Regions from separate parts of the Mus musculus genome. Here region 1 is linked to region 2. Evidence: chromatin contacts called from public Hi-C data. All regions are on one chromosome and are shown on one strand. Each heading gives the region's core, a stretch centred on a gene start, on an enhancer-like site or on the middle of the called end of the contact. The rest is flanking DNA. Distances are from core to core; before and after follow the strand shown.

The links. Hi-C and Micro-C count contacts between places; a contact is called where the count stands out from the background.
Region 1: a contact with region 2 is called in a Hi-C map of B cells, with 5 read pairs. The contact joins the promoter of Mtbp here to the promoter of Utp23 in region 2. A contact is called at or near these places in 2 of 484 Hi-C or Micro-C datasets (B cells and CD4 T cells).

The regions. Positions count from the first base shown.
Region 1 is chr15:55,554,924-55,559,614 of GRCm38.p6, reverse strand. Mtbp (Mdm2, transformed 3T3 cell double minute p53 binding protein) reads right to left here and starts at 2,207. Exons shown (of 22, transcript NM_134092.3): 1 at 1,878-2,207; 2 at 1,034-1,114. The coding sequence starts at 1,995. Mrpl13 (mitochondrial ribosomal protein L13) reads left to right here and starts at 2,303. Exons shown (of 7, transcript NM_026759.3): 1 at 2,303-2,357; 2 at 4,172-4,295. The coding sequence starts at 2,331.
Region 2 is chr15:51,875,852-51,880,178 of GRCm38.p6, reverse strand. Utp23 (UTP23 small subunit processome component) reads right to left here and starts at 2,738. Exons shown (of 3, transcript NM_030132.5): 1 at 2,469-2,738. The coding sequence starts at 2,656.

The sequences.
Region 1 (4,691 bases), core at 958-3,457, 3.7 Mb before region 2:
AAAAGGGGTGTCTTATAAGAAACCCTGTCCTTCCAAGCAGAGTGAATACTTTCATGAGAACCCAGTCTAGAATGTTTTAAAGAATTCGCTAAACTTTACCAACTTCAGAAATTAATAAGAGTACCATTAGAACGTGGACAACAGGCTAGTACAGTGCCTACATACTGGAAATCAATCCTTAGTGGTGAGAGCTGCCCCCGAGACTAGAGGTTCTCCAATAAGGAAGGGAGCCGATTATAACAGAATCATGAGAGCTGCAGCTCTCAAAAGGAGGCTATTTTTTCCTGCCAACTATAGACACTTCCTTCAGCTTGTAGGATCTGATCTGTCTCCATATTCATATTTTCTGGGCCTTAAAGGATATTATCAGATGGAGAAGTAAAAGAGAAGAAAATTATCAAATACATTTACAAATAGATATATTTGTAAAGTACCAATAGAACTAAAAGTAGGGAAGATTTCTTGCCCCCCCCCCAAAAAAAAAAGTAGTGAGAACTTCAGAAAGTCAAAGCAGATGACTCAAAGCTGTTTTTGCTTTAAGAGAATCAGTAAAATAGACAGGAAAACAACACCCACATGTGGTAAAGAAGGCAGAGTGGGAGCTGTAACGGGTTGTCTTTACTCAAGACAAGAACCCTTCCACAAGCAGGGCAGTGGTGGCACATGCCTTTAATCCCAGCACTTGGGAAGACAGAAGCAGGCAGATCTCTGTGAGTTCAAGGCCAGGCCGGTCTACAGATAAAGAGTTCCAGGAGAGCAAGGGTTATATGGAAGCAAAACTCTCACAATGGGAACCCAGAATAACTTTTATAAAAACTTACAACATTCAAATATCAGGAAGGAATAGTAATGTAGTTGAGGTTTTCTTTAAGATACCCCCATAGCCCTGTGCCTCTCAAGTCAACAAGTCTTTCTTGTACTCCTAGGTTATCAAACTGACTGATTTCCAAAAAAATGCTGTGTCAGACTTTGGGGGTGGGGGGTGGTGGTGGATAGGAGAGGAATTTCATTACCATTACACTTCTGTACTTACCAGGGAATGTACTGTCATCTGGATGGATTGAATCGCTGATGCTTCTCTTCAAGAGGTGATAAATATTGGTTGCGGTCAAATCTATAAAAATAAAGACCTGACTCAGTCATCTAACTCAAGAGTTAACATAATCTAGGGCCTGTTTCCATTTCACTATCAGAGGATCTGAAGGCCAGTAAGTTGTAGACAGAATACATGTTGACCAAGTCTATTCAAGTGCTGACACCGCAGAGAAAACAGCCAAGTCTCCTCATTTGTATATGCTAATCAGTAACAAGAAATCAAAACTTCCTTCCAAAAGAAGTATATACGAACTATATACATTTCTTCCTAAAAATGTCTGCTTAATCAAAACAAGGAAAACGTAATATTGAGATTAGTCAAGTACGCCAAAAAAGCAATGCAGCTAAAATCTTTTAAAGCTGGTCATTTCTCTTTTTTTAGTGTGGAATGTTTCCTTCATAGAATGTAAAACTCAGATCTGCAGAACCTATCATTTCTTTCTGTGCTTTCTTCAAGGTGGTAGGAACGCCAAGGGACACTTCTTTCTGCAAGCATACCTTCCCTAAAAGCAAAAATTCGATGACTATGCCACCAGAAGATTCAACCAGGCAAATATTCAGTTCACCAAGCACTTGGGACACTGGCATCTAATACCCACAACTTTATATCTTTTCCATTGACATACTACTGCTCAGTTCTTATAGAAACTACTTCAGAGAGTTAGTTGCACGTTCCCGGGACCATTCGACCTATGCGCCTCCCTCCGGGATTTCATCAGAAACTCAAATCCTTCGCTTCCCCGCCGCCGGTCGTTCCCGCCTCTTCTCCGCCCAGAGCTTACCGGGCTGTTTGTCGGTGCTCTCCAGGGATGTCGCCTCAGTGCCAGGCTCGATCTCCCCACCCGCCACGGATCGAAACTTCCCTTCCCTCCAGGTGACCAGCAGCAAGTACCGATCCATCCTCTTCGCGCCCGGACTCAGTGTTAGGTCTCAAAAGAGCCGCGCGCAACGTGCACTTCCGGTTTCCTGCCGCTCAGGTTGGCTGCAAAATAATGTCCTACGTCGGTTTTCCCGCCAATTATTGTGGGAAATTATTCTCTCAGGAGCCACACTCTCTGCTCCTCTCATAACGAAACCGCTACCGGCGGGGACCCGAGTGTGGCGGGGAAGCAGATGAGCGCACGCGACGGCAGTAGGAACCTTCATGCTCGGGTGTCTGTGTTTCCCGCCGGACCCGTGGTGCTGGTTCCCCGGCGGGGCGGGTGCAAAGTAAAGGACGCCGCGGGTCGGAGAGCATGTCCAGCTTCTCTAGGGCGCCCCAGGTGAGTTTGCGCGTTTCGGGCAGGATAGTGTGCTCAGTACGCTGGCGAAAATGAAGAGCAGTGTTCACAGGGATTTAGTGCAGAAGCTGAGCTTTCAGGGAAGCTGACACCCGTACCCAAGAAATGCTTTAGGAGTCACTTACCAGAGGGTTGTGAGTCTGCCTACCACTTGATATCTTTGTTTTGGCTCCTTTCTCTCCTCAGTCTGCCCCTTTCGTGTCTTTTGTTCCTTGCGGAAAGAGAGCTAAAGTGAAATAATAGGTTGAATGACGTGGGGCAGTAAAAACCACTAAAAGATGTTTATTTTTGTTTAGTACAGTAGGGGAGGGGGAAGGGAAGGTGTGGAGCTGTAGCTGATGTAGCGTAGCATGCCTGGGTTCCATCCCCAACACCGCATAAACCTGGAATTATGGTGCACGCATGTTATCCTAGCACTTGGGAGGTGGAGGGAGAAAGATCCGAAGTTCAAGGCCAGCCTTCTCCGATACTTAGTGAGCTTGAAGTCAAGCCTGCGCTGCTTAAGACTGTTTATAAAGAATGAAGACCTGTTGTAGAGTTTTGACCTAGAAGTCTTAGGCATCAGAAGGATCAAGCAAGCACTCAAGCCGCCAGGTGGAAGATAAACTGTTCACAGATGGGAGATCTTTGAAGGGCTAAAGGGAGAATTCAGTTAGAATTCTATTTTAGTGTACCACACAAAATACTCATTTTACAAGTCAGGCTGAAACATTGGAGTTCTAAGAAGTCCACAATATATATTAAAGATTTGAATGTGGGTGTAAAGAGAAACAAGAATAACTTTTAAGAATTCTGGTTTGGGCAACCGGAAGGCTGACTCATAGGGAATACTGAAACTGAAGCAGATTCTAGATAGAAGAGAAAGAATTAGTTTCTGATATGTTAATCCAAGACAACTCCTAGCCTAACACTACTTGAAGTACATTTCCTTTAAATGTAGTTGTTACCTGTCTATAATCAGGTAAATAACAGATGTGAATATTTAAAACTTTGACAGCAAGTTGACATGTGGCAGTATTTCTATTATTTATCAAGCTTTTTTAAAGTATTAGTTCACATGGAATGTGGTAAACTTGTCTTTTGCGTATGCATAGGCTAGTTTAAAATTTAGGATAACTAATATGAAACCACAAGCTTATAAGTGTATTTTTCTAGCATATAATCCTTGTGTATATGCATATGAAAGTACCTGGACAAGATCTTTCTGGAATAGAGATAATTTCCTTAGTTTGGAGGCATTGAAGACAGTGATTTTATCAGATGACCTAAAGATGTCTTGGAAGACAGGCCTGTAATACCAGCTATTCTAGAGAATGAAGTGGGGATAGTTGTAATTTCAAGCCTTTGGCGGGTACAGGGTGAACTCGAGGCTAAGCTGAGTAACTTGGTGAGACTCTTGTCTCAAAAGCATGAAAGGGGTTAGTGATGGGTCTCAGTGGTAGAGTGCTTGCCTGGTTTCTCAGTTCTCACACACACATAGACATACTGAATCTAAGCTATACTGCTCTGATTGCATAGTTGTGTTTAGCTCTCCTAGAACTGAGTTCTTGAATAATCTTCAGTTGGCAGTTGGCCACTCAGCTTTCTGTGTAACATGCCTTACTATCTTAATGCCATAACAAGAAAAGACCTCAGAACTGGTAATGGAAACAAATTACACACCCACACAAACTAGTGATAGTCTGTTTTTCAAAGTAATTGCTGGCATTAGTTATAGAATACCCATAATAGTGTATAGTAATGGTTTTAATTGTTTCCATTTTAACTAGAATTTTCTTATTCTCTTTATTTCCTAGCAATGGGCCACTTTTGCTCGAATGTGGTATCTCTTAGATGGCAAAATGCAGCCCCCTGGCAAACTTGCGGTTATAGCATCCAACAAACTGCAAGGATTAAATAAACCAGTGTACCATCAGCTGAGTAAGTACTGCCTTAGATCCGTCATGGGCAGCCGTGCTTTACAACTCCAGAATAGGAACTTCATGAGGTTTCACGGGACTGTGTTCAAGGGCTCCTTTCTGCGTGTATATAAAGATTCTCTATTCTATTCCTTCTGGAAGACCTCATCAGGTGCTAAACTGAATTTGATGGTGTGTGTGTGTTTTAAACAGTCCCATTTGATACTATTACTAAACAAAAACCCACCAGTAACCTTACTTGCACTCCAGTGCTGTCCTGATTTCCACTGTAAATTGAGTTTCCCTTCTTCCACTAGTCTCTTCTCATGACGACATGCCTTTGAGTGGAGAGGTTTTAATAGATGTTGCCTATTTTCTAAAATTTTTCCCCTGGGAAGGTAGAGCCAGCTTGATGTGA
Region 2 (4,327 bases), core at 1,489-3,988:
CTTTTCCACCTGTTGGGTTACCTCCTCCTGTCTTGATGAGGGTTTGTGTCTAGTCTAATTTCATCTAGGCCCTGTTCCGTTGATATCCCTGGGAGGCCTGCCCTTTTCTGAAGAGAAAGAGAGGAACAGTGGATTTTGTGGGATGAGGGAATAAGGGAACTGTAGTTGGGATGTATTGTATTGAGAGAAGAATTATTTTTTTTTAAAGTTTTTTCATGACAAACAGCAAAGAATGACAAACAGATGTGTGAGGAGGTGGGGAAGAGACGGGGACAACAAGAATGGGCTTTCTGGGACCAGCAAATGCTGGGTATCAGGGTCTTCAATCTTGTGTTGGTTGACAAATTCCCAAAGTAGCTGGGTGGTGGTTGTGCACACCTTTAATCTCAGCACCTGGGAGGCAGAGGCAGAGAGAGGGGCAGAGGGGCAGAGGGGCAGAAGCAGAAAGAAGCAGAGGCAGGTGATCTCTGAGTTTGAGGCCAGCCTGGTCTATAGAGCATGTTTCAGAACAGCCAGGGCTACACAGAGAAATCTTGTATAAAACAAACAAACAAAAAACCAAAACAACAACAACAAAAAACCAACCAACTAAACAAACAAAATCCCAAACCACAAAAAAAACAAAAATTCCCAAAGTTAAGTGGTTGTTGTCCTTTCTCTTCTTCCTCCTTGAGAATGGCTCTTGCCAGGCCTTCTTCAAACTCATGGTACTCCTCCTGACTCAGCCTTGCAGAGTATTTGTATCACAGGTGTAACCTCCCTTGAGTGACTCCGTAGTTGAAGTCCTTGGGGAACTATGACATGTACATGTAGTACTTCCCGCCTGGTTGTATCACAGCACGGGACTGTTAGTATTGGTATGGCACGTGGGAGGAAACAAACTACTTACATTCAGAAGCAGCTAATCCAGGGACAGAGGCTGTTAAAAGCTGTACAGGCAGCTCCTAAGGCTAAAGGGATCATATTTAAAAGTTTGTGTGTGTTGGGCTGGGTGATGGTGGTGCCACACACCTTTAATCCCAGATTTCAGAAGGCAGAGGCAGGAGAATCTCTGAGTTCAAGGCCATCCTGATATACAAAGTGAGTTCCAGGGCAGCCAGGGATACACAGGGAAACCCTGTTTTGAAACCATCACCTAGACTCCAAAAAAAAAAAAAATTTTTTTTATGTATATGTGGGTGGTTAGCTGTAGAGGCCAGAAGAGGGTGTTGGAGCCCCTGGAGCTGGAGTTACAAGCAGTTGTGAGACCCCTGACAGTGATGCTAGGAACCATCTCAGGTCCTCTGGAAGGGCAGGAAGCATGCTTAACAACTGAGCCATCTTTCCAGCCTGAGATTAAAACTTTGAGGTTATCTGCAACTCGGAAAGAGCATTACTTAAGAAATTCTAAATGTGGAAGGCTGTTTACTGCAAAGTAGAACATGAACAGCACACGTCACGGCTTGACTCGGACAAATGTATAAAGAACACCTTAACTGGCTATTTGTAAGCTGTAGTTGAACTCAATTTATTTACTTAAATAAATATTCCACAAAAACTACTAAAATTCTTATTCATGGTCTAGCTTCAGTTTACCTTTTCCCTATTTTCATGTCCCATAATATTAGATATAATATATATCTTCAAGTCCCAAAATTAAATATGGTTCAGGCATCAACCAATTCTATTTGTTCAAAAGTTCTCTAAAACAATAACATTACTATTTCTATCATTGAAAACAGACATTTCCTCCTCAGTTCTAAACAAGCCTCAGAGGGGGTCGAACATCGATTCTATGAGACCTTTTAAAATAACCCCCACCCGCACCCCCCACGCCCACCCCTCTCACACACTCCTGCTCCCGGGTGTGCTACCCTAGGTGTGCTCTCTTACATGAAGTGAGGAGGCACAGATGTGGAGTGAAAAACAGCCATCAGGAGTTGACTTTACAGCCCATGAAGGCTAAGGCTAGGCCTTCGTCTTGCCCACTAAGGTGTCCTCAGGGTCTGGAGCAGTGATTGCCATTTGGTTGGTACTTTAAAAATGGCCTTGGGTAAAGTTTTTAATATCTCCAGCCTTGACTTCTTTTCCTAGGAATTGAAGATAAAACCTCACTGGCAGTTGGAAGGCTTGAAAACCTTTGGGTTATAAGTAACAACCGCCACAGAATGGGTGTTAGCTTTTGGATGTTGAGAAATGTCCAATGTAAATGATACCTCACGTGACTTTATATCAACTTTGAAGAAGTTATGCTCTCTACAGCTACACCATTTCTTGCCTGAGACCACACAGCTGGTTTTAATTGGAACCAGAAGTCCAAGTCAGGTCCACATGTTACCTGTTCTGATTTTTCTCAGAAATAACTGAATATTCACAAGGCACAGTACCATCTGCCTGACTTTTCGGTCAGTCGCGGCCCAAGGTAACCGACTTGGTTGGCACCGTGGAGAACTCTGGGCCACACCCGCGACCCCGCCCCGCAGACCCACCTCGTGGTGCACAGCTGGGTCTCTCCCATAAGGTAGCGGGGCAGCTGGTCCCGCAGCTGGATGCGACCCCGCAGCGCCGCCTGGCAGAAAGTGCCATCCAGAAGGATCTGGTAGGGCTCGCGGACTCCGAAATTGTTGCGGAAAAAGCCGAGATGCTTCTTGGCGTGTTTCTGCCTGGTGATCTTCATGCCTGTTTAAGCCACCGGACTCACCGGCACCAGCCTCACTTCCGCACTCCTAGAAATTTGTATTTCCCGGAACGAAGCCCCTTCGACCCGGAAGTACACTCCCTTATTTCCACAGCCCGCCTCTCGGATTCTGTAGTTCGCAAAGGAACGACCACTCCCACTTCCTAGCGCGAGCTTTAGGGGGCGGAGCTTTCTGTGCAGAGGAGCCTCGGAGTGCGCAAATTGGCGCAGGTTGGCACATGCACACTCGCGAGCTGGACTAATAGTCCTTGCTTTGTGTAGCTCTTTGCCTGACACTTAGGAAGTCTCTAAAAGACTAGTAATATGAAAATAACTAATTATGGTACCATTGACCCAGGCACTTTGTAACTTGCCATTCACTATGTATCATTCCCAAGAATGTTTTTAGTTTCCAAGTGAAGAAAATGAGCCAAGGTTGGACGACCTTAACTTGGGAGGTTTTGCTGGTCTTCAAGGAAGCAAAGGGCACGTGGTTCCTAAGCGTCTGGAGCTCACACTGACTCCTTGATGTTCACGGGTATTTTACAACACCTTACGAATGAACTGATTCTATGGTAAAAAGGTGTTACCCAAATTGACAGCACAGTCTCTAACTCATCCTGGAGAACCCAATTGACATAAATTTGCTGGTTGTGGTGGCGTACACATCTTTAATCCCAGGAGGCAGAGGCAAGAAGGTTTCTGAGTTCCAGGACAGCCTGATCTTCATAGTGAGTTCCAAAGCAGCCAGAGTTACACATTGAGATCTTCTCTTGGAAAACAAATAAACTAAACAGCCAAATTAATATTTAAAAAAAGGATTTCCATAGTGTGGCCAAACGGAGGTGCCAGTCATTATGACAGTCAATCTCTGAGGTCCTGAAGTGAAATTAAAGTGTACATAGGTAGCCAGGGACATGAATATCTAACTCATTGGTTCTCAACCTGCCTAATATAGCCCTTTAATATATTTCCTCAAGTGTGGTGTGTGTCAATCATAAAATCAATTTCATTGCTACTTCATAACTGTAACATTGTTGCTGCTATGATTCATAATGCCAATATCTGCGTTTTCTGATGGTATTAGGAGACCCTGTGAAAGAGTCTTTTGAACCTCAAGGGCTCAGGACCCACAGGTTGAGAAATGCTGAATTCTAACCAACCTTGGTTAATATGTGGCACTGTCCATCATTTTTTAAGACTTTGGTCCTACCCTGGAAGGTGTTCTAAGAAGGCATTAAGACTGGGAAATCTCTTTCCCAGAAGACAAATTAAATTCCCTCTTGGTGTCAGGCTCTGCGTCTTTTCCTTCTTCCAGCATGAAATTGCCATTTCTTAGGGTCAGTTGTTTCAATTTGAGGGACACGAAAGAATATCTTCAAGTTCTGCTGGGCCAGTTACAGAGCCATTATTTGTATCTTCTCATCCCAAAGCCAAGCCTGAGTGCCTCAGTGTTTTAGGAGAATTTCCAAGAGTTTCATTTCCCGAAAGTTTGTTGAGTTGGAGGCCTGATCTCAATTTCATAGACGTTTTTCTGTCCGGAGTTTCTAACATAGGAAAAATACATACTGGGTTAAAATTGAAAGACACACACACACACACACACACACACACACACACACCCCTAATTTAAATACTTTCGAAGTTACTTAACCAATTTAGTTAAATGAA